Regions from separate parts of the Mus musculus genome. Here all the other regions are linked to region 7. The links are chromatin contacts, called in public Hi-C, Micro-C and promoter capture Hi-C maps. All regions are on one chromosome and are shown on one strand. Each heading gives the region's core, a stretch centred on a gene start, on an enhancer-like site or on the middle of the called end of the contact. The rest is flanking DNA. Distances are from core to core; before and after follow the strand shown. Region 1 holds the start of Cox8c (cytochrome c oxidase subunit 8C). Region 2 has its middle 54 kb from the start of Cpsf2. Region 3 holds the start of Unc79 (unc-79 homolog). Region 4 overlaps Slc24a4 (solute carrier family 24 (sodium/potassium/calcium exchanger), member 4). Region 5 holds the start of Atxn3 (ataxin 3). Region 6 overlaps Btbd7 (BTB (POZ) domain containing 7). Region 7 holds the start of Golga5 (golgi autoantigen, golgin subfamily a, 5).

Region 1 (2,860 bases), core at 224-2,723, 430 kb after region 7:
TGTGGTTGTTGGGATTTGAACTCTGGACCTCTGGAAGAGCAGTGAGTGCTCTTAACTGCTGAGCCATCTCTCTAGCCCCTGATATGATTTTAGTATATCCATGTGCCTTACAGTTTCAACCCACTCCTAAAAAAAATGTATAGAGCAGCACAATACACTTTCTACTCCCCAAACAAGGCACTTATTATCTCAAAGGTTATTTATACAATAGGCTTGCAAAAGAAATATTTATGATATTAAATTTCAAAACTTATAATAATCTATTCTATTTTTCTATTGATGAATACAAATTTAGTTGTTGGTGATTTCTCATCTTCTCTTCTGGGCCCAGATTCTCTGTACCGTGAATCTTTTTAACATCATCATCATCCTATAAAATTTCTTTCTTTCTTTCTTTCTCTCTCTCTCTCTCTCTCTCTCTCTCTCTCTCTCCCTCCCTTCCTTCCTTCCTTCCTTCTTTCTTTCTTTCTTTCTTTCTTTCTTTCTTTCTTTCTTTCTTTCTTTTTAATGTTTTTTTTTTGAGACAGGGTTTCTCTGTGTCCTGGAACTTGCTCTGTAGATCAGGCTAGCCTCTAACTCATTGATCTACCTGCCTCTGCCTTGGGATTGAAGGCGTGCACTATCACTCCTCAGGTTAAAAACCTGATCTTAGTCTTGTCTCTCTTTTCTCTTTTAGTTCCTTTGTTGCCTTCCCTCCCTCATCCCTTCTCACCCCCTCCTTTCTTTCTCACACAGCTCAGGCTGGCCTCCTGCTCTAACCTTAGCCTAGCATGCAGGGCCTTGACCTCCCAACCCCCTGCTTCCAAACTAATGCTGGAATTACAGATGTGGTCCACCATGCATGGCTTTTCTCTGTTCGTTTGTTTTCATTGTTAAGAATTAGTTTACAGGTAGGGAAGAAGAGTTATCAGCAAGTAAAGCAAGGCTAAAATAGACGCACATTTACTTTGCTCTGGTTTGTGAAAGGATGAGCTATAATGGTTTTAGTTCATTTACTGATGTAGTATGCATGGAGCCCGGAGTTAAAGCGTCAGGATCACAAAAACTAATAGAAAAGGAAGTTAAAAAAAAAATACCAGGAACACGATCTATGGAAATTTTAATTTATATTCTAGAGCAGTGTAAAAATGGTATGATATCTGCTATTGACTAAAAGCAACGGAATACTGAGCAATAGCTATAGATGTTGGCAGCCAATGGTCCCTCACCTTGTGTTAGGAGAAGAAAATCAGAAAATCCTGAGTGTGGCTTTGGGACTGAATAGGTTTGGCAAAGAGTTTGGGAGAGGGCAGGAAGCTGGACTTGTGAGGACATAGGTGGGAAGAAGGTAGAGAGTGGCAGGGCCAAAACACATACAGCGGAGAAGCAGGGTCGGGTAAGAGCTCAAATTCCATGCAAAGGGCTTGAGTGGATGGTGCGCATGCTCAAACCAGCTGCCCGCCCTTTCCTCGCGCACACTTTACCAACGGCCTTTGACTCCGACACTGGTGGTCTCCGGTTTGCTCTGTCTCAGTGGCCCTTTTCTGACCTGCGATGTCTCGCCTGCTGCTACTCTGCTCTTCGCTCCTCCGCCACCGTGCAGTCCTGTTCTCGAAGCCTGGCCACCCAGGCCGCCTCAGCCACTCAGAAAGCCCACAAAAAAAAATCCTGTCGCCCACGGTGAGGTAGAACCCACTTAACGGTCCAAATGGGTGTGGAGGGGGGAGTGTGTGGTGTGTGTGTGTGGTTGTGTGTGTGGTTGTGTGTGTTGGCAGCTTCAGTTGTGGGGTCACTTTGGATGGCGGTTCAGGGCGAGGATGAGAGTCCCAAGTAGGACCTGGCTCTCCATTATGGAGGCACAGGGTCCTCGGTTCACTCCAGGGTAATCTACCTGCCTGGTGGCCAAGACATAGCATTTTCTCTAAAAACTGGTGGAGAGACGCTAGACATAGTTGAGCTTCCAGAATCCAGAGGTCAGAAACCGGCAACTATTGAAAAAAAATGAGTTTTTGAAAATTCAGTTGAATACAAATGGAACACGTTGCAGGACCCAAGACTTTTTTTTTTTTTTTTGGTCATATGACAAATTTCACAGCATACTTTTGTGGATGTGTGCACTAAAGTGCAGGTATCTGAAGAGGCCAGAGGTGTTGGATCTGGAGCTAGAGTTGACTATGTCCTGCCTGATGTGGATTCTGGCAACCAAATTTAGGTTCTCTGCAAGAGTGGTATAAAGTTTTAGCAGATGAGCCATTTCTCCGACCTCTGAGAAAGATCTTTAGCTGGGTGTATAAGGAAGGGGAAACACCCAGAGTTTTGTGCATAAAAGCCCACAAAGTCGGTGTTCTGCTGCCAACCTCCACGCCTCTGCCCATAAGCCGTTTTACTAGGCAGTGGGCCATACTCATTAATATTCCTTTTCTTCTTTTCCAGGAATCAGCTGTTGGGATTGTCGTGTTTTTTACGACCTTTTACATCCCAGCTGCATATGTGCTAAGCAGTCTGAAGTATTTCAAAGGAGAGTAGATACAGGATGTCCAGGAGCAGCACGGCATGGCTCCTTTAAATGGGAAAAAGTGCCTGTTTGAACCTCCTCTGACGAGTTAGTCCTATAACTGTCTGTGATGTTCTACACTTCGGTTTGTTTTTGGACTGTGCATCATATGGACGACGAACATAATCTGCTTAAGTGTTAAATAAAATGGAAACACTTGTTTGTGCTTAGTATTGCTTTCTTTTTTACTTATTTTGTTTTGGCTTGAAATGCTAGGTAGCCAACCCAAGTGCTCGTGCGTGGGAGACACTCTACCACTGAGCCACAACCCCGGCAATTGTCTTCTGAATATTATTAAAGCTGACAAAAATTTATTAAAATTACAGT
Region 2 (2,776 bases), core at 44-2,543, 440 kb before region 7:
GTGGGGTGGGGGTGTAGATGTGTACCCTGGCACATACATGCAGACAGCAAACATACATATGAGAGAGAGAGAGAGAGAGAGAGAGAGAGAGAGAGAGAAGGCTCTGTGAAGAGCAGAGCAAGTTTGGTTTAGATTCCTAAAGGTTTTGTAAACATAGGAAAACAATGCATTCCTGGGCACTGACAGGACTTAGATTGACTTTGAAGTTTTCAATGTTCAATTCTTAAATTCTTCAGCATTGAATCTTAGGAGCTAGAACACTGGTGACCTATGAAGACAGAGAAAGGCAGGCAATAGCTGCTCAAGGCTCCTTGTGGCCTCCCGTGCTTCAGCTCGTTTGTGCCTGTTCCCCACTCACTCCTCCTCCCTCACCAGGATAAAGAAGAACACCGTGAACAGCCAGGGCCCTTATCCCGCTGTGGGGACATGTGCTCACTCTTATACTGATATTGCAACAGAAGGAACTGCTAACCTCACGTTTCCAGTGGCCAGAGAGCATTAAAGGGCACACCTGGCCCTCTGAAGCCTTGAATAATACTGTCGCTCTTCAGTCGACACTCAATAAAAAGCTATCAGAAGAGTTGGCTCTAAGGAGGAGTGCAAATCTCAGACCTTATTTCTGTGGACAATGAGGGGAGGCCTCGGGCAAACAGTGACTGCTTTAAAGTAGCCAAGGTGGTGTACGGGACGAACCTCTGAACCAAACTGCTGCTATCTTCGGTTCTGCTGGGTAGCTTCCATAACATCATCACAGCTGAACCTGTTGGCTATTTACCTTCCCTTATAGAAGAAGTAGATGGGAAAGGTCCAGAACCCTCACTTGAGTATCTAGCCACCCCTTCCAACCTGTCATGGGCAATTCTACCCTAATTGCATGTGATCTTGGGGGAGGAGCTTAGAGGATATCAGTGGGGGAAGAGTAGAGGTAAGGAAGCTATCATCCTTGCTGAGTTCGGACCTTCCAGAGTGGCTGCTTTAATGTCACCCATTCTTTTGCCAGAAACCCCTCACCCTAAACACGGAGAGCAGCCAGCATCATTCTTCAACTGAAGGTGGCACCTACTCCTCACAGGTGGAGCTGCTGAGCCCTAGCTGGAAGGTTGCTCTAATCCTGCTCTCTCCCATGCTAATTCCCTGCAAATAATCTCCCAGGCCGGCTTTAGCCTACTTCCAAGGCTAGAAGGCACAGGAGGTAAGCCAGTGGCTTAATGACCTCTGGGAGATAGAGACCCACATCACTTCACAAGCACAAGCTGGATGGCGGGCTGGGAGCTGAGATTCAGTGAGGCTGTCACTGTCCCAGGCTACACAGCTCCAGGGACTTGAATTCTGGCATTCCACCATGAAGCTCCACTGGGGAAAAGATGAAGCCCTCTGTGTGGTGAATTATTAATGAACTCCTGCCTCTCTCAGAGCCCTTCTGCCTTTCTGGGGGTGTGATTGTGGTGGAGTGGCTTTGCTGCAGCCCCTGAGGGAGAATATCAGTGTGTCTTCCTTGAAATGACACATGGACCAGGCTGCTCATCTCCATCATCAAAGGATATTTGGGAACAGAAACGTTGGTGTGGGCTTCTGCCCGACTCCTGCACGTGCACGTGTATATGCACACTAGCACAGGCCAGTATGTGGGTGGGTGGCTACTTCAGGTTTCCACTTGGCTCCCAGATCCTTCCTCCCATCTGGGTTCATTCTATAGACTCCAGGCTAGCAACTTGCTGTGTACCAAGTGCTGCTCCAAGATTATCACAAACGTTAGGCCTCTTAAGAACGCTGAGCAGTTTCTAGTTTAGCTCTAGCTCCTCAGTTTCTAGATGGGGAAACGGAGGCTTGGGGAAATGAGGTCATTCACCCAGGTCACACAGCTGTAGATAGAACAATGATGTAAAGACGTATTATCAGGCTCACAGCCCTCGTGCTCCAAAGTACCTCCACTGCACCCCACCGTATAGTCCCTGTTGAGTGCATGCACCCCTTATGCCCTTCAGAAGGGACTAAGATAGAAATGACATGACCCCACACACTCCAAATGCCACCTGGAATAACAACACGTGAAGTGCTGGGCAGAAAAGGGTGAGCTACTCAAAGCCAAGTAGCATCAGATTCCAAAACTGGAGACAGGGGCATTACTAATTAATATGCAATTGACATTAATCATATGTTTTTAGCTTTATTGTTTGATGCTGTGCCTATTGTCTGGAGACAGACAATGAAATGTAGGTTCTATGAGCATAGGACTGTTGAGCCAGGCCTGGTGGCCTGAGCCTGTGACCTCAGCTGTGATTGAAGTGCTGAATTTGGTGGATCCCAAATTCAAGGTCTGCTTTTACTAGAAGAGTGACTTCAAGGCCAACCTGGGTAACTTAGTGAGCCTTTGCCTCACAATAAAAAGTAGAAAGATGTCTGAGAAATAGCTCATTGGCAAGCACTCCCTGTACTGAACTGCCAGGTTCATGCCTCAAGACAGAAACAAAGGAGATCTGTACAATCAGCATCTCCAGCCCTTACAATGGTATCTGGTATTCTGTAGGTGCTCAATACAGATTTGTTTGAAATCATATGTTAAAGGTGGGTATGCATTCTTTGTAAATTCTCTCACTGAGAGGCGGGTGTGTCTCTCCTTACTTTGCATGGAGACTTGTCTCAGTGCCCCACTTGCCCTTGTAGCTTGCTTGCCTTGGTGGCTCACTTGCTTTGGTGGCTTGCTTCTCTTGGTAGATCATTTGACCAACACAGCCCAGCAGAAGTGATGCTCTGAGACCCCTGAACCTGTTGTAAG
Region 3 (2,905 bases), core at 29-2,528, 480 kb after region 7:
ATTTCCAAGACGTATTTCTTCCTTTGTTCTGTGTTTGTCCAAGCTACTTTTTTTTTCTTTCAAATTTCAATTACTGTTTTCTTTATTAATGCCTCCAGCTTCCCAGAAATTTTGGAATAAATCCTTGAGCTTTCCTCTAATCACACAAAACGCTTGTCATTTTCTCAGAAATGTTCATTATATTCATATTTTGTTCAGAACCACTTCCATGTATTTTGATTTTATTTACTCAAGATGAACTGTTCGCCGTCGTTCTTCAAAGAATCATTTGTCTTTCCCTGAGACGGGGCTGTGGTCTGGGGAGTAAGCAGTGGTAGAGCGCGATGGTCTCTGGGCAGGTACCTCAAGCTACCTACCAAGAATGCAGTCGGAGGGGCATCCTCAGGCGCCAAATCCCTTCCCCTTGTTCGCAGTCAAACAGCTCCACAGTACTTGCACCACGGACAGCTCCCTAGACGTCTGTTTTCTAGGCCACTTGGAATACCTTGATAATTGTTCCCAGTGTTTTGTTTTTAATAGTCAAAGATCTGGATAATTAGTACTTTTCTCAGGGAATTTACTAGTATTTCCTTAACCTACATATCATTCTTCCTGAGATGGAAGAACATTGATTTTCTTCATATTAAAAATAGCTCATCAACTTACAGTTCCTATTGCTTTTGCTAAACCAGTTTGCTATGCTTGTTGTCCCCCACCCCCACCCCCGCACCCCGCCCAGTTTTCCAAATGAACGATTTGAGTGAAGACTGGTTCTAATGACTGGCAGTTAGTCTTTCTGTTTCCGTTGTATTATTCCACTGCCCATTGATTCCGGGCGGCAGGGCGGATTTTATTGTTCCCATTTTACAGATGATGAAGAACCATAGGCTTACGGATAGCAAGCAATGGAACAGAGTCTGGGATCTGGTTCTCCTAAACCCAGGCTTCTAGTGCTTTTCTACTTTGAGGTGGACTCTCCAGGAGTCTTCCTATTAATATGCATGTTGCCCTTTTGATCGCTCCCCTTTTCCATTGGTTTCTGCTTCCCAGCAGAGAGAGGGGCTTCTCCCAGGCGCCCAGCCTGGACTGCTTGCGAGGAGCACACCTGGGTTCTTTCTGTCTCCAGTTTCTCCTCTTCCTTTTCTGTGGACCTTCCACCTTTACCATCTATGGAAATCTCCTCCTTTCCCTAGCTCCAACCCACACCCCCTCAAGTCTTCTCACAGCCCCCTGGCTTTGGGACCTCCCATCGCTGCTCAGCAGCAGGAGAGCCCATCCGCCAGGGGAGGCAGAGGGCACGGAGCGCAGCACGCCGGGAAGCCATGCAGAGGGTTACTTCTCCATTTCCTTCCTCGCAGTCCTCTGGAGCACTGTCGTCGCCCTCCGGCCCGGCTGTGTGCAGCCCGCCCCGGATCCGCCTCCCTGCCCTTCCTCCCGGAGGCTGAGACGCGCGTGGGACGCACCTGTGCTCCTCTCCGGTCACCGCGTCGAGGCGCCGGGGGCTGCTTCGCTCGCAGGATCTACGGGCCTGGAGAACGCCAATGGGGAGATCCAAATGGTCGGGGACTCCGGCACTTTAAGAGGCTTTTCTCTGGGAAACACCCGGCCCCTCCGTGCGCCTTATGAATGGAAATACTCCTCCCCCGGTCGAGCCCATTTTCCCATTTCACCAGGAGCCGCAGCTCGCTCTCTCCTTTCGGTCTCCCCGCCCACATCCACGCGGGCAGCTCCAGGAGGGGACGGACAGGAAGCCTTTGGCCGCCCATTAAATCCCACCCATTTCTCCGGGGGCGATTTCCTAACCTTCCGGGACCGAATTCTGCAATTTGATGTGCGTTTTGTCCGAATGGTAGCGACACGGGCCTAAGGGAGGGGGAAAGCGAGGGGGTGGGGGGTGGGGGGTATGCGCTCTTTTCCTCGCAACATCGCTGGCGGAGCGAGGGAGCTCACACGACACAGATTTTGGGGCAAAGCCTTTCCATCTGGACAGCACCATGTCCACCAAAGCGGAGCAGTGTAAGTAGCAGCCGGCCCGGCGTTCGGCCCGGCCTCCGGCTGGGAGCTATCGCAGCTGCGGCGTTTGCGGCTGCTGGGAGACCTTGGCATTGTGCTGGTGCGGGGGTGGGGGCTGAGGTTGGGGCGGGTGGCGGGTGGGGGGTGGAAGGAGGTGGGGGAGGGTGGACGGCGGAGGCAGCGCGGCGCTGTCCCCGGTGCTGAAAAATAATGCAGTCTACTGGGGCTAGCAGTGGGGTTCTCCAGACCGAAGACCCCGCGAGACGAAATTAAAATGGGGTCAATCTCGGGAAAAAGAGGCCTCGTATCTTTCAGATAAACATTTCGGTATCTCTTGTTGGAGTGGGGGAAGGGGGGCAGCGGCAAATCAGGGGCGGGGAACTGTCAGTTGCAACCAAAGCCTGCCTGGCCTTCTGAGCATGCCCAGTTCCTGGTGCTGGAGCCATCGGGGAGTTTGAGTCTGCAGTTTCCACTTCGGGTGGAAGAGGCAAGAAGGGAGAGAGGGGGGAGGGAACAGAGAGCAGGCTGAATTCTGCATTCAGTATAAAGAAAATTAACTCGTGCATAGCAACACTGCTCCCCTGGAGCAACTAACCTCCACTGTGTGGGGGCTTACAAGAGAGTGAAAGGGGTATTGGGAAAATGATCTAATTGATCTAATGATTTTTCCAAAGAGCAGGCTTTCTTTGTAGGGCAGCTTCCACAAACTCTAATAGCACAGGAGGAATTTGGTTGTACCAATAATGACTGGCTCTGTGCTTGGCTGGTAACAACATGGTAACTCCATGTGGACGGAGGACATTTCCAGCATGGTCCCCATAGTAACTCCTATTGCAATGTGCACTAGTAGGCCTTGGGTATGTACTTGGTAGGTTGGTTGATTTGATTGTTTACCTGAGAGCACTTGAGGGAT
Region 4 (2,700 bases), core at 31-2,530, 310 kb before region 7:
AACGGATGGTGTCACGTGATCCCGAATTAAGTTCCCATTGGTTGGCAACCTCATCCTACCTCCTTGGAAGAGAGAGCCTGGTTGTCCAGCACCCATGGTGTTGTTAGTGGGAGGTGAATCAGTCATGGTGGAGCTTTGGGCCCTGATGCTCACATCTTTTCCTAGCTGAGTCATGTGGGCTCCCACTCTACCAGCTGTTTGTTGTTCGGACCCTTTTCTTTGCAGAGATATCTGGTCAGTCTCTCCTTGCTTGGGCTTGGTGGTGTTAGGGTGTTAGACTCGTCAGACTGACAGACAGACTCCCCAGTGACCAGCCTATTGCAGCCAGGAGAGGGTTCAGGTCTCTACAGCAGCTAACTGTCCTACCTGTACCTGCTGGGCCTAGAGCTACCCCACAGCTACCCAATAAGAAAACTGCCTGAGTTTTGTGCCCTCTCATGAGCTTGGTCATAGGGGTTTACCTATGGGAAACTCAACGCTGGGGCTGGGGCTGGGGCTGGGGCTGGAGCCTCAGGGTGCCAGCCTGCCCCCTGGAGAGGTGTGTACAGACCCTGTGCTAGCTTCCACATTCCTGACCTTGGATTACTTTTGACTCGTTCATTTGTTATCAGAGACACACATTCTATCTAGAGACACAGTGGTGTTCAGAACAGGCAAATGCCTCCCCAGGATGCTTACAGTCTTGAGGGAAGGAAACAGATATTGCCCGAGCTAGGGACAGAATGTGTGAAAGTAGACTTCCCAGCTCACGACAAGGGAGTGAGCCTGTGCCTGTGGGATCTGGGGACTCTGATGAGGTGCAGCTCTTGACTGGAGACACACCATATGTATGTATGTGAGTGTGTGTGTGTGTGTGTGTGTGTGTGTGTGTGTGTGTGTGTGTTTCCCCTGAGATTTTACATGTTGACTAGCAAGCCCTGAACACTTCCTCATGGGAGAAGAGAGTAGACTGAGCAGACCCACTGTGTAGGCATCTCACTAGGCTCCTCGGAGAAGGCCTCACTGAGAAAGTGGCATTTGTACCAAAGAGGGAATGAAAAGGGGGGGGGGTGTTGAGGGGACAGCCACTCTGTGCAGGCCTGAAGGGGGGTGGCTGGGGACTAGCAGGTGAAGGGAGCTAGAGTCAACTGAGGGAGAGAGAGAGAGAGTCAAAGAATGAGCTGCAAAGATGGGAAGAGGGGAGAGTGTTCCAATGTCAGTCATTCACAGCAACAGGAACTGAGGCTGTACACATGTGCTGACAGCAGCAGCCTCTGAGGGTCCCAGTGTCAGTCATTCACAGCAACAGGAAATGAGGCTGTACACATGTGCTGACAGCAGCAGCCTCTGAGGGTCCCAGTGTCAGTCATTCACAGCAACAGGAACTGAGGCTGCACACATGTGCTGACAGCAGCAGCCTCTGAGGGTCCCAGTGTCAGTCATTCACAGCAACAGGAACTGAGGCTGCACACAGGTGCTGACAGCAGCAGCCTCTGAGGGTTCAGCTCTCACAGAAGAAGCTGGATGGCACACTAGGTGACTTACCCAGAGGCCCTTTGCCTGCAGCTCAGCCTTCAGACCCTAGCATTTGCACTTGAAGATGAAGGAGTGGGGGACATTTGCCATGCACGCAGATACTGGCCTGTTGTTTCAGCACAGACTGAGCATCTCTGGGACCAGGAGAGTTTTGGATGCTTTTCAGTTTGGGATATCTGCATATGCATAATGAGATGTCTTGGGTATGGGACCCAAGTCTAAGCAAGAAATCTATTTATATTTTATATACTTTACACTCGTAGCCTGGGGGTAATTTTACTTAATATTTTAGTGTATTTGTTTTGTATTGTACTGTTCTGTACTGTACTGTAATGTATTGTATTGTATTGTATTGTATTGTATTGTATTGTATTCAGTGTATTTTCACTTTGGTCTATCACATGAGATTGGGTATGGAATTCCATCATGTTGTTAAAAATGTTTCAGACTTTGGAGCACTTTAGATTTGGGATTTTTGGATGCATGGTGCTCAAATACAATAAGCCAGAACCATCCTGGGGGAGGACAAAATAGAGAGTGAAGCTCAGAAGGAGTTTCCGTGAGCAGTCAGTACATGGAAATGCAAGGGTGCGGTGCCTAGAGCATCCTCCATGCTCGGGAGTCCTGGCAGCATGGACCATGCCTACTTGACACAGCAGTGGCCTATCCCTGTGGATAGAGGACAAAGTTGAGAAAGCCACAGGCATGTCTAGTTCTTATGGGTCCAGGCTCTCTCCTCTTGCTCCTCCCCAGCCTATAGTAGATATAGTGGGCACTCTCCACACTCATGATGTCCTTGAGGGTCTCATACTCTACCAGAGCCTTTCTGGGAGGTCAACACCTGAAGAGAGCTGATCACTACAGTACGGCAGGTTGCTAGGCCAACGGAGACAGGCAATGGCTGGTCCTGGGGCTGAGTCTCATGTTTCCTTCCCATCTCCACTGTAGTATCAGCTCCATCATTCAGGGTGGGATGTTTTTGTGTTTGTTTGTCAGTAGCAAGCAAAGTAAGAGAATTTATTAAGAAAGATGAACTTCCAAAGAAGGAGTCAGGCTGAAGCAGAGGTAAGGGGTCTTATTAAGGGTTTTACTGCTGTGAACAGACACCATGACCAAGGCAAATCTTATAAAGGACATTTAATTGAGGCTGGCTTACAGGTTCAGAGGTTCAGTCCATTATCATCA
Region 5 (2,902 bases), core at 55-2,554, 510 kb before region 7:
GTTTAAAATGGGTCTTATTCCAAAACCTTTGGAAAATTAATTACAAATGAATGTGGGGAGGGGGCCGGGAGGGGGAGCTCACTCAGTCATAGCACGTGGCCATCATCCCAGCCAGCTCTCAGGAGGCAGAGACAGGACGATGGGAGTCTGGAGCCAACTTGGGCTACAAGAAATCCTGTCACAAACTAACTTGTTCCAGTTCCAAAACACTCAAAATGTCTTCTTAAGAGCACTTCATTTAACAACGTCCTTAGATTCACATCATTTTTGTCTTTTTGTTGTGCGTGGATTTTAAACACTATGAGTCAATGCTCCTTTACAAGTGATAAAAACAAAGGCCTTTGCTCCCAACGAAATAATAGTCTCAACTAGCAACCCTCTCCAAACCTAAAATGATTATGAAACATGGTTGTCCGAGAAACACCCAAATGACTTGATAATTGTATGCGAACATAGACCAGTTTCTCAAGATGTCACAGCAATACTTTTAAGCGTAGTCACTTAGGAATTAAGGTGAGGAAGAGACTAAGCCAAATCACACAGTAGAACGATTCTAATCTATCCATAATACCTAAAAACAAAGCTGGCCTCCTGGTCCGGAAAAATGGGAGAACAACCCAAACATCCCCGTAATAAAAACTCTTATGACGACTTCCCTCCGGGGTTTCCTACTTTACTTCCGAAGTGTCAGGCCCTTTAATGGGAAAGCCACGGTCACAACTGCAGAAAGACGTGGGATGGATAATCAAGATCTAAATGCATGGAGCATTCCATTATAGAACTGAGTTGAGAGAGAAAGTTGGATCTGCCAGAGGACAGGTTAGGGGGCGTGGGTGGAGTTGGGAAGGGTCCGCCAGGTGCTGAAAAGGCGACTCGCTAGACTAGACCCTAAGAGAGAAGAGAGAAGAAACCCGAAAAGGTGTGGCAAGTGGACAAGGAACGCCCGCGCTAATCCTCCGGGTGAAGCCCCCCGAAATGCCCAGGCTACCCGCCCGGTCTTCTAGGGCGAGGGTGCCGGGAACGCATGCGGGAGGCTTCACGAGCGGAGCCATGGGGAGAAGGCAGGAAGCACCCCTCACCCAGCCAGGTCGGGATGGGGGCGCTCGGGCCCCGCCTGAGTTCCTGAAGCGGCGTCGCTGCTCCCCACGCCCGCCGCCGAGCCGAGGACGGCTCCCCACCGAACGCCCACACTCACTTTCTCGTGGAAGATGGACTCCATGTTTATTTGTCTGGAGCCAACGGCCCCGGCGCGGAGCAGCCCCCTCCAGCAGCTCCGCCCCCGGCCCCACCCCTCAGCCCCGGTCCGCCCCGCCCTAGCCACGTGCCTCTCGCCAACCAATCACTACTGCGGGCGCACGTCACGAGGCACGCGAACCCGGGAGCACGGGACACGTGACCTGGGCGGCGTTGGTCCTCCCCGCGGCAAGCGTGATGCTGCGGCGCCGCCTGCTGTGCGGAGGAACTTCTCTACGCGGGACAATCTTGTGATTCTAGGGTTCTAGAAGAGAATCCTCGCAGCCAAGTTTTAGGTTCTTTTTTTTCTTTTTTTTTTTTTTTTCCATCTCCACCTTCTTTGGTCCTTTCTCCTCATCTTTATGTGAGCAACTCCTCTCCCACTGAAGACTTCATTCCAGAAGAGGCATTCTCCACATACCTAATATTTGTGTAAAAACTATAGCTAATGTTTAGTTAGGACTGACTTAGAATAGTCCAGTTGTAAGCGCAATTTAATACGGCATTTTTTGATGTGTGTGTGTCTTTTGTAATATTATACAAATAAAGAAATGTAGGTACGAAGAAATTAGCACAGCACACTGTCCAACATAGTTGGCTGTTGGAATGAATATCAGGTCCTGGGGTAAATACGCCATCTCTGAAGGAGGAAGCGTTGGTGAGGAAGTGAAAAATCCAGCAAAATATTGAGTGGCTCGCGCAGGGGATGGGGGTGGGGAGGGGGGGATTGACAAAGATTAAGCGTTGTATTGGGCGTTGTATCTTGTATGGTGGAACCATTTTAGGTTCTTCAATGTAGCAAAGGCCCAGTCTCCTAAAGGCTCATTGTACCTGAAGGTAAGGAAGGCATATGTTGTGTTGGAGGACAGCTGCTCTATGCCAGCCTGTAGCCAGGGTTACATAGGAGGACCCTGTCCACCACCTCCCTACCGGGAAAAAAAAAAAAAAAAAAAAAGCTACAGGCGGTTAAAGATTTTTAAAACTAGAGACATGGGGTCAAATTAGGATTTTAGAGGATCACTGGGGAACAATACTTGAAAGGCATTTGGGGAGAAATGAAGAGACTCTGGTGGTCAGGACTCCAGTAGTGATTTGAGAATGGAGAGAGACCACTTTGAAGCTTTAGGAAACAGAAGACTTTGATGAGGGACTGGGGTGGGATGGGGGTATTGTTAGGAAAGACTTGTGGGTTTCTGCTCTAGGTACCATGTAAAGCAGAAGTGATACTCCAACCAGAAATACTTTACAGAATGAGTAGGGTCTTGGGAAGAGAAGAAAAGGCTTTTAATTTAGAAAATACTGAGCTTAAATATCTCTGCAACTAAAGGTACTTATGATGGTTTGTATATTCTTGGACCAGGGAGTGGCACCATTTGGAAGTGTGGCCTTGTTGGAATAGGTATGACCTGGCTGGAGTAGGTGTGTCACGGTGGGTGTGGGCTTAAGACTCTCACCCCAGTTGCCTGGAAGTCAGTCTTCCACTAGCAGTCTTTGGATGAAGACTTAGAACTCTCAGCTCTGCCTGCGCCATGACAGCCTGGATGCTGCCATGCTCCCACCTTGACGATAATGGACTGAACCTCTGAACCTGTAAGCTAGCCCCAATTAAATGTTGTTTTTTTTATAAGACTTGCCTTGTTCATGGTGTCTGTTCACAGCAGTAAAACCC
Region 6 (2,757 bases), core at 63-2,562, 310 kb after region 7:
GATGGACACACTGTACCTGGCAAATGGCCTTGTAAATACGTAGGTTTCTGGTCAGACACGAGTGCTGCAGTCGGTTACTTAAGAGACCTATAACTGCTCAGATTGCTGAGAACTTGTGACCCTTGACTGGTCAGCCCTAAATGAAGACATCTACAGCGCCCCTTTCAAGGATTAGGCAAATGGAAGGAGAGGCAGAAAGAATCAGCACAGAAGTTGGGGAGGAGTGATGTGGAATGCTGTCTTCCGGGCATCACGTGATGCTTGGAACAAAAAAAGGTGAAAAGGTTTTGAGAAGTGAGGAAGTAATATTTAGTCTTTTTCCTTTAATTTGAAGAGTTAATATAGGTCATGTGAGAATTCAGCCATGGCTGGTGAGTGGGTGGAGTCTGACACCCCGAGTTTGGGTCCCAGGTGGAAGGAGAGAACTGACTCCTCTAAGTTGTCCTCAACCCCCACAAGCTCTATGTGGCATGTGTGCTCACTCCAAATAAACACGTGAGCAGGGGCTGATGGCTTTCCCTTGGTAGTGGAGCACGTGCCTACGATACCCGAGGCCCAACTCCAAGCCCCATTAAAAAAAGAAAATGGCACAATAAAAAAGTAGCAAGCAGGGATAGAGACACACACCTCAGCGCTCAGAAGGCAGAAGCAGGCAGCTCTTGAGTTTGAGGCCAGTGTGGTCTACACAGTTTTAGGCCAGCCAGGGCTACCAAGAAAGATTTTTAAGCAAGAGAGGCAGAGAACAAGAGACAGACTACAATTCCAAGTCCCCCGACTCCATTAGCCTTCTCAGGGGCAGGCCCTGTAAGCACTCTTGAGAATTGTCACATACACTTTATTTTATCTGTCATTTTCTCTACTCCATATTAAGTGTGTGTGGTAATTTTATCACGAAGCTGTCCCTTTAGCTGCCTTGGCTGGCAGTGCCACACTGCAGTTTTCCTTCCTGTTGTGGGAGGCCTGGGTCAATGAGTCCCCTCTGAAAGACCTAGGAAGGTAGGGTCCTCTGGGTCTTCACCTGTGTCTTCCATCTTCCAAAATTCCCCTCAGTCATGAAGTATATATAGACCACTCTCCCTGACTTTCTACCTAAATACACTTGTCAGGTAGGTACTCCTTAGAACTCCTGGCCAAACTAATACGACTAATATTCAGCTCATTTCCCTCTGGTTCAGACCCTCCTTGTCTTGCCTACCAACTGCAATAGCTGGTGTTCTCTTGCTAATTGTGTTACCTAACAAACCTGTTTGCAGTGTCCCACACATAGGCTAAAGGAAGCCTGCCCCCAGCTGGCTTTGATTGGTAATAAAGAATTGCCTTACAGCCAATGGCTGGGCAGAGGGGATGGGGTGGGACTTTTAGATTTTCTTGGGCTAGGAACTGGGGAGGTGGATCAGATTTAGAGCTGCAGAAAGAAACTTATCAGAAATGTGAGAAGGAATGCGGTCACTCAAAGGGCTGCCCAGAAGCGTATTGGGGAGCAAAGACCAGGGAGCTGCCCACAAGGAGCCAGGGCAACAAAGATAAAATATAGAACTGGAGGGCGTTAAACCAGGATTATAGGAGGGAAATGTGTGCTAGCTGCAGGGAATGCCCAGCCTTTGAGCTAGCCAAGGCATTTTAAAATTAACTGGCTTGTGTGTGTGTTCCATTCACAAATCCAGCTAGCTCCCGGGTGGGTGCCCTTGTGCGACCCGTTTTTTTTAGTTAAGCTACAACCAAAAGTTAAGCAAGTTATGAAATACTGCGCCCTTTGCAGCCTGAATCCATCTTTGCTTGGCTCTCTTTACATCACTCCTGAGCCTCTTCATTTCCCACTGATGGGAAAGCTGGCTAACACCAGCATCACCCTCCAGTTCAGGCCAAAGCTTTTGTAGCGATTTTGATGTTTGAGATTGGCATAAGGGCCAATCTCAGTATCTGCCTGTCCAAAGCTGGGTCCACTAGTTTGTCCCAGAGCCCTCATTCATTACTTCCACAGCCCTCCTGAGCTTCCAGCTAAGGCCTCTTCTCTCTTCATCCTGCCAAGTCTTTCCACCCAAGCACCCCTTTTAACAGTATCTTTTCTTCCGGGAAGGGAAGTTAAAATGTTGAAGTAGAACTGTCTTTAGTCTGAGGTCTTCCATGCTTGGAGGTCTGAATACCTGGATACATCTTTGGTCCGACTGACCACAAGGCACTCCAGGTGCCTGGTAAATGGCTGAACTTCCTATGGAGACCACTGCTTCAATTTATACAATGAAATCTCTCAAAAATGTCCTGGGTGAAATAAATGTAAACTTGGACCAGAATGGATAGTTTTCAAGGAAACATCACCACCATCATCAAAATGTTTCTGGATAACTAAAAACATGAGACAGAGAATCTAGAAAAACTCCAGACCCTATTCTTAAGGGGTACAACCACACCTGTAGATGGAGACCAAATGCTGTAAGCTAGAACAGACTATGTCCAACTCAGCGGTTCTATACAAGCTGTTTATTTGAAATGCCAACTCTATGTAGGATAAAGTCAGTGTTACATGCTTATCAGTAACAGTAGAAAAATAGAACCAGTGAAAACCTCTGTACAACTGTGATGGTACTCAAAAGAGAAACGTGTCGTTTACAATGCTTCACACAGACGAGTTCAAGTTTGGAGGTACCTAAATAAAAATACTATATATTTCTTTAAAAAACACTATGTACAATTGAAGCGTAAACAAGTTTTACAAAGTACTGGTTATGCAGGTTGTAAAAACACTTGCATAGGACATGA
Region 7 (2,700 bases), core at 21-2,520:
GTAGCCTTCAGTGAATTATTGAACACAGATTTTCTTTTTAAAAACCCATTTCAAAAAGTCTGTGAGCTGTATGCAAAATATAACTATAGCACTATTGAATAATAGTCTCAGTTCAAGTTATCTTTTCTACAAGGAACCCTCACAAACTGACTTATTTTCCTACCTCGGGATACTTCTCCCTGTTTCTCTTGGTTTACAAAAGGCTCTGAACTATTGTTGATTCATTAGTTTAGGCAAAATCCATCTCTGTCACTTGAAAGCAGGTTCTTTTTAAAAAATTGTATTCTTTTATTTTTTTTCTTATACTATTTTATGTATTTACATTCCAAATGTTGCCCCCCTTACTGGTCCCCCCTTCCCGAGTTCTTCACCCCATCCCTTTAAATTGTATTCTTTTTTTCTTTTAAAGATTTATTTCATTTATATGAGTACACTGTAGCTGCCCTCAGGCACACCAGGAGAGGGCACCAGATCCCATCCCATTACAGTTGGTTGTGAGCCATTGACCTCAGGACCTCTGGAAGAGCAAGCAGCCAGTGCTCTTAACCACTGAGCCACCTCTCCAGCCCTTGTATTTTTTTTTTAATTGGATATTTTTTTTGTTTACATTTCAAATGTTATCCCCTTTCCCAGTTTTTTTAAAATTAGGTATTTTTCTCATTTACATTTCCAATGCTATCCCAAAAAGTCCCCCATACCCTCCCACCCACTCCCACTTTTTGGCCCTGGCGTTCCCTTGTACTGGGCATATAAAGTTTGCAAGTCCAATGGGCCTCTCTTTCCAGTGATGGCCGACTAGGCCATCTTTTGATACATATGCAGCTAGAGTCAAGAGCTCCGGGGTACTGTTAGTTCATAATGTTGTTCCACAGCCCTTGTATTTTTAATTTGTGTGTGTGTGTGTGTGTGTGTGTGTGTGTGTGTGTGCTTTGTGAATGAACTCAGAACTCAGAACTCAGGCCGTTAGTCCTGGCTATTTATCTATGTACTCTATTTACTGAACCATCCCACAGGCCCAGGGATTAGACAGTTCCAGTCTCTGCCTCGAAATCCTCACGTGTAAAACTTTTGAAAGGGAGGAGGAGCTCAGAGGCCTGGGCCGGCTCATGCCCCGCCCAGTTTGGCTTGGGCCCGCCCCTGTGGTGCTCGGGACCCTGCCCCCCGTTGTGGGCGTGCTCCGCAATGTTGTGGAGGCCGCGTGCCGGCGGCGTTACGTCACACGCACGCTGGCGCGGCACCCGGTTCGGCGGCAGACGGAAGGGGGCGTGGCCTGGCGCTAGGGCCCCGCGGCCGCCGGCGCCGCCGCCTGAGTGACCTGCTAGGCGGCCGGCGGCGCTCAGCTTCCGGCCACTCAGGCAGCTCGTTGGCCACTCTGTTTTGAGGTCCTCGCCGCCCTTCCACGTCTCCCGGAAGAGCTAGCCGGCAGGTCCGGGAGCAGCGGGCTGCTGTGGCGGCCCGGGCGGGCGACGAGGCCGCGGTGCTGCCGCTCGGCGTCCTCAGGTGAGGCGCGACCAGGCCGCGGGCGGGACGGCTTGGCCTGCGGGACCCGGTCTCCGCCTTTCCCGAGCGCTGTCGTGCTCGTCTTCGCTCAGGGACAAGGAAGGGGATGCCAGAGCCCCGTAGCCTCCGGATACCGAGGCTGACCCGCCCTCCACCCCGACTCTGCTCTGGGGACCCAGTACGATGTGTTCTCGCCTCTCGGGGACCCGTGGTCACACCGCCGGGCCTGACCCCTGACCCCCGCCTCTGTGTGACATCTGACCTTCCCGGTGGCTTTGCACCACGGGAAGTCCCCTCTTGGAGTCTGTCACTGAGATAAGAGCTCAGGTTTAGTGTCTACGATCCACGTGAAAGATATGTTTTAAAGCCCCGTTAACTTTCAGATGGGAGGCAAGACATTAATTGTCTTCAGGCTTTTTTTTATTAGGAGAGCTACTTTTCTCTCGCTCATCACTAATTTTTACATCGAGCTTGTGTAACGTTTTATAAGTCAGAAGGCATGTTACATTCCTTTTTCATTTGGTTTCTCATAAATTGAAATACACACTTAAATGGGTTTCCTAAAGAGTGTGTTGAAACAGTTAACTTCCGACGAGGTTAGAGCGGAGAGGTTAAAAGGTGGGTTTACCTCTAGGTTGACCTAGATTCCAGTGTCTGAGGTGCCATCGAAGTTCCAGGATCTTTCTAAGCCATATCCATCTTTATTTGTTTCTAAAGGACTTTACAGTTTGCCATATAATGTAGCTGAGCATTATGTTACTATATTATTTTTATTATTTTATTTTTATATTATATTATTTTTAGTGATAGTGTTTGCACAACACTTGACATATAAGGATGAATTACTTCAGTAGTGTTTCTAGGAGTGCCTGTGTGTGGGCTAGAATTGGAATTTATCATTGAGCAAACCAGGCATTGTGTGTATCCACCCACTCCCCCTTCCCCAGCAGGGAGAGACATGTTTTAAAACAACAGTTGCAACAACCTGAAGCAGTGTAAGGCAAAAGAAGGGCATGCACACAGAATAAAAAGACCTAGCATAGAAGGGAAGGAAAGACAACTCTGATGCCAATTTAGTGAAGAAAGCCCAAGATCTAATAGTTCCAAGCCAAAGGGACACTGACCACATTCAACCAACACTGTTGACTTTGTAGTTTACTTCATTCTACAGCTTAAAGGTTAATTTTACTTCGTGGCCTT

What was found. Promoter capture Hi-C pulls out the DNA fragments that hold promoters and counts their contacts. A called contact is a pair of places that touch in the nucleus more often than the background predicts. Capture Hi-C pulls out chosen DNA fragments and counts their contacts.
Region 1: a contact with region 7 is called in a promoter capture Hi-C map of stem cell-derived epiblast-like cells, with 4 times the contacts expected there. The contact joins the promoter of Cox8c here to the promoter of Golga5 in region 7. A contact is called at or near these places in 6 of 39 promoter capture datasets (cranial neural crest, embryonic stem cells, liver and 2 more).
Region 2: a contact with region 7 is called in a Hi-C map of rod photoreceptor, with 4 times the contacts expected there. The contact joins the enhancer-like site here to the promoter of Golga5 in region 7. A contact is called at or near these places in 2 of 39 promoter capture datasets (the 3T3-L1 cell line and the C10 cell line), 1 of 15 datasets of contacts at CTCF or cohesin (pro-B cells), 2 of 484 Hi-C or Micro-C datasets (embryonic stem cells and rod photoreceptor) and 4 of 115 datasets of contacts at active chromatin or transcription factors (extraembryonic endoderm stem cells, large pre-B cells, pro-B cells and 1 more).
Region 3: a contact with region 7 is called in a Micro-C map of embryonic stem cells, with 4 times the contacts expected there. The contact joins the promoter of Unc79 here to the promoter of Golga5 in region 7. A contact is called at or near these places in 2 of 39 promoter capture datasets (hippocampal neurons and stem cell-derived epiblast-like cells) and 2 of 484 Hi-C or Micro-C datasets (both in embryonic stem cells).
Region 4: a Hi-C map of bone marrow-derived macrophages shows a contact between it and region 7, with 5 times the contacts expected there. The contact joins the enhancer-like site here to the promoter of Golga5 in region 7. A contact is called at or near these places in 6 of 39 promoter capture datasets (the C10 cell line, the HPC-7 cell line, hippocampal neurons and 3 more), 2 of 15 datasets of contacts at CTCF or cohesin (large pre-B cells and pro-B cells), 16 of 484 Hi-C or Micro-C datasets (B cells, the C10 cell line, the HL-1 cell line and 10 more), 5 of 115 datasets of contacts at active chromatin or transcription factors (bone marrow-derived macrophages, embryonic stem cells, large pre-B cells and 1 more) and 2 of 9 other capture datasets (adipose tissue and macrophages).
Region 5: a promoter capture Hi-C map of adipose tissue shows a contact between it and region 7. The contact joins the promoter of Atxn3 here to the promoter of Golga5 in region 7. A contact is called at or near these places in 16 of 39 promoter capture datasets (3T3-L1-derived adipocytes, the C10 cell line, the HPC-7 cell line and 13 more), 3 of 484 Hi-C or Micro-C datasets (B cells, muscle stem cells and pre-B cells), 13 of 115 datasets of contacts at active chromatin or transcription factors (the SCID.adh cell line, bone marrow-derived macrophages, cardiomyocytes and 8 more) and 3 of 9 other capture datasets (adipose tissue, liver and macrophages).
Region 6: a promoter capture Hi-C map of stem cell-derived epiblast-like cells shows a contact between it and region 7, with 2.8 times the contacts expected there. The contact joins the enhancer-like site here to the promoter of Golga5 in region 7. A contact is called at or near these places in 6 of 39 promoter capture datasets (the HPC-7 cell line, embryonic stem cells, hematopoietic stem and progenitor cells and 2 more), 1 of 15 datasets of contacts at CTCF or cohesin (the NIH/3T3 cell line), 4 of 484 Hi-C or Micro-C datasets (CD8 T cells, cortical neurons, liver and 1 more), 1 of 115 datasets of contacts at active chromatin or transcription factors (extraembryonic endoderm stem cells) and 2 of 9 other capture datasets (adipose tissue and embryonic stem cells).

The regions. Positions count from the first base shown.
Region 1 is chr12:102,897,833-102,900,692 of GRCm38.p6, forward strand. Cox8c (cytochrome c oxidase subunit 8C) reads left to right here and starts at 1,474. Exons shown (of 2, transcript NM_001039049.1): 1 at 1,474-1,659; 2 at 2,413-2,702. The coding sequence starts at 1,534. The coding sequence ends at 2,505.
Region 2 is chr12:102,028,973-102,031,748 of GRCm38.p6, forward strand. No RefSeq gene overlaps it. Among named protein-coding and RNA genes, the nearest start is that of Cpsf2, 54 kb to the left of the region's middle. Within about 2 kb of position 1,294, at least 6 of the 459 cell types and tissues checked have an H3K27ac peak or open chromatin away from gene starts, as enhancers often do. A contact at or near this core is called in extraembryonic endoderm stem cells and rod photoreceptor, where this site is marked.
Region 3 is chr12:102,947,581-102,950,485 of GRCm38.p6, forward strand. Unc79 (unc-79 homolog) reads left to right here and starts at 1,279. Exons shown (of 49, transcript NM_001081017.2): 1 at 1,279-1,995. The coding sequence starts at 1,974.
Region 4 is chr12:102,157,486-102,160,185 of GRCm38.p6, forward strand. All of the region lies in intron 2 of Slc24a4 (solute carrier family 24 (sodium/potassium/calcium exchanger), member 4), which reads left to right. Among named protein-coding and RNA genes, the nearest start is that of Slc24a4, 30 kb to the left of the region's middle. Within about 2 kb of position 1,281, at least 6 of the 459 cell types and tissues checked have an H3K27ac peak or open chromatin away from gene starts, as enhancers often do. A contact at or near this core is called in bone marrow-derived macrophages, where this site is marked.
Region 5 is chr12:101,956,939-101,959,840 of GRCm38.p6, forward strand. Atxn3 (ataxin 3) reads right to left here and starts at 1,305. Exons shown (of 11, transcript NM_029705.3): 1 at 1,196-1,305. The coding sequence starts at 1,219.
Region 6 is chr12:102,778,334-102,781,090 of GRCm38.p6, forward strand. It overlaps Btbd7 (BTB (POZ) domain containing 7), which reads right to left. Exons shown (of 11, transcript NM_001377026.1): 11 at 2,464-2,757. Among named protein-coding and RNA genes, the nearest start is that of Ubr7, 22 kb to the left of the region's middle. Within about 2 kb of position 1,313, at least 11 of the 459 cell types and tissues checked have an H3K27ac peak or open chromatin away from gene starts, as enhancers often do. A contact at or near this core is called in stem cell-derived epiblast-like cells, where this site is marked.
Region 7 is chr12:102,467,864-102,470,563 of GRCm38.p6, forward strand. It overlaps Golga5 (golgi autoantigen, golgin subfamily a, 5), which reads left to right and starts at 1,271. Exons shown (of 13, transcript NM_001199004.1): 1 at 1,271-1,500. It overlaps Gm30198 (a long non-coding RNA gene), which reads left to right. Exons shown (of 3, transcript XR_381856.1): 3 at 1-13.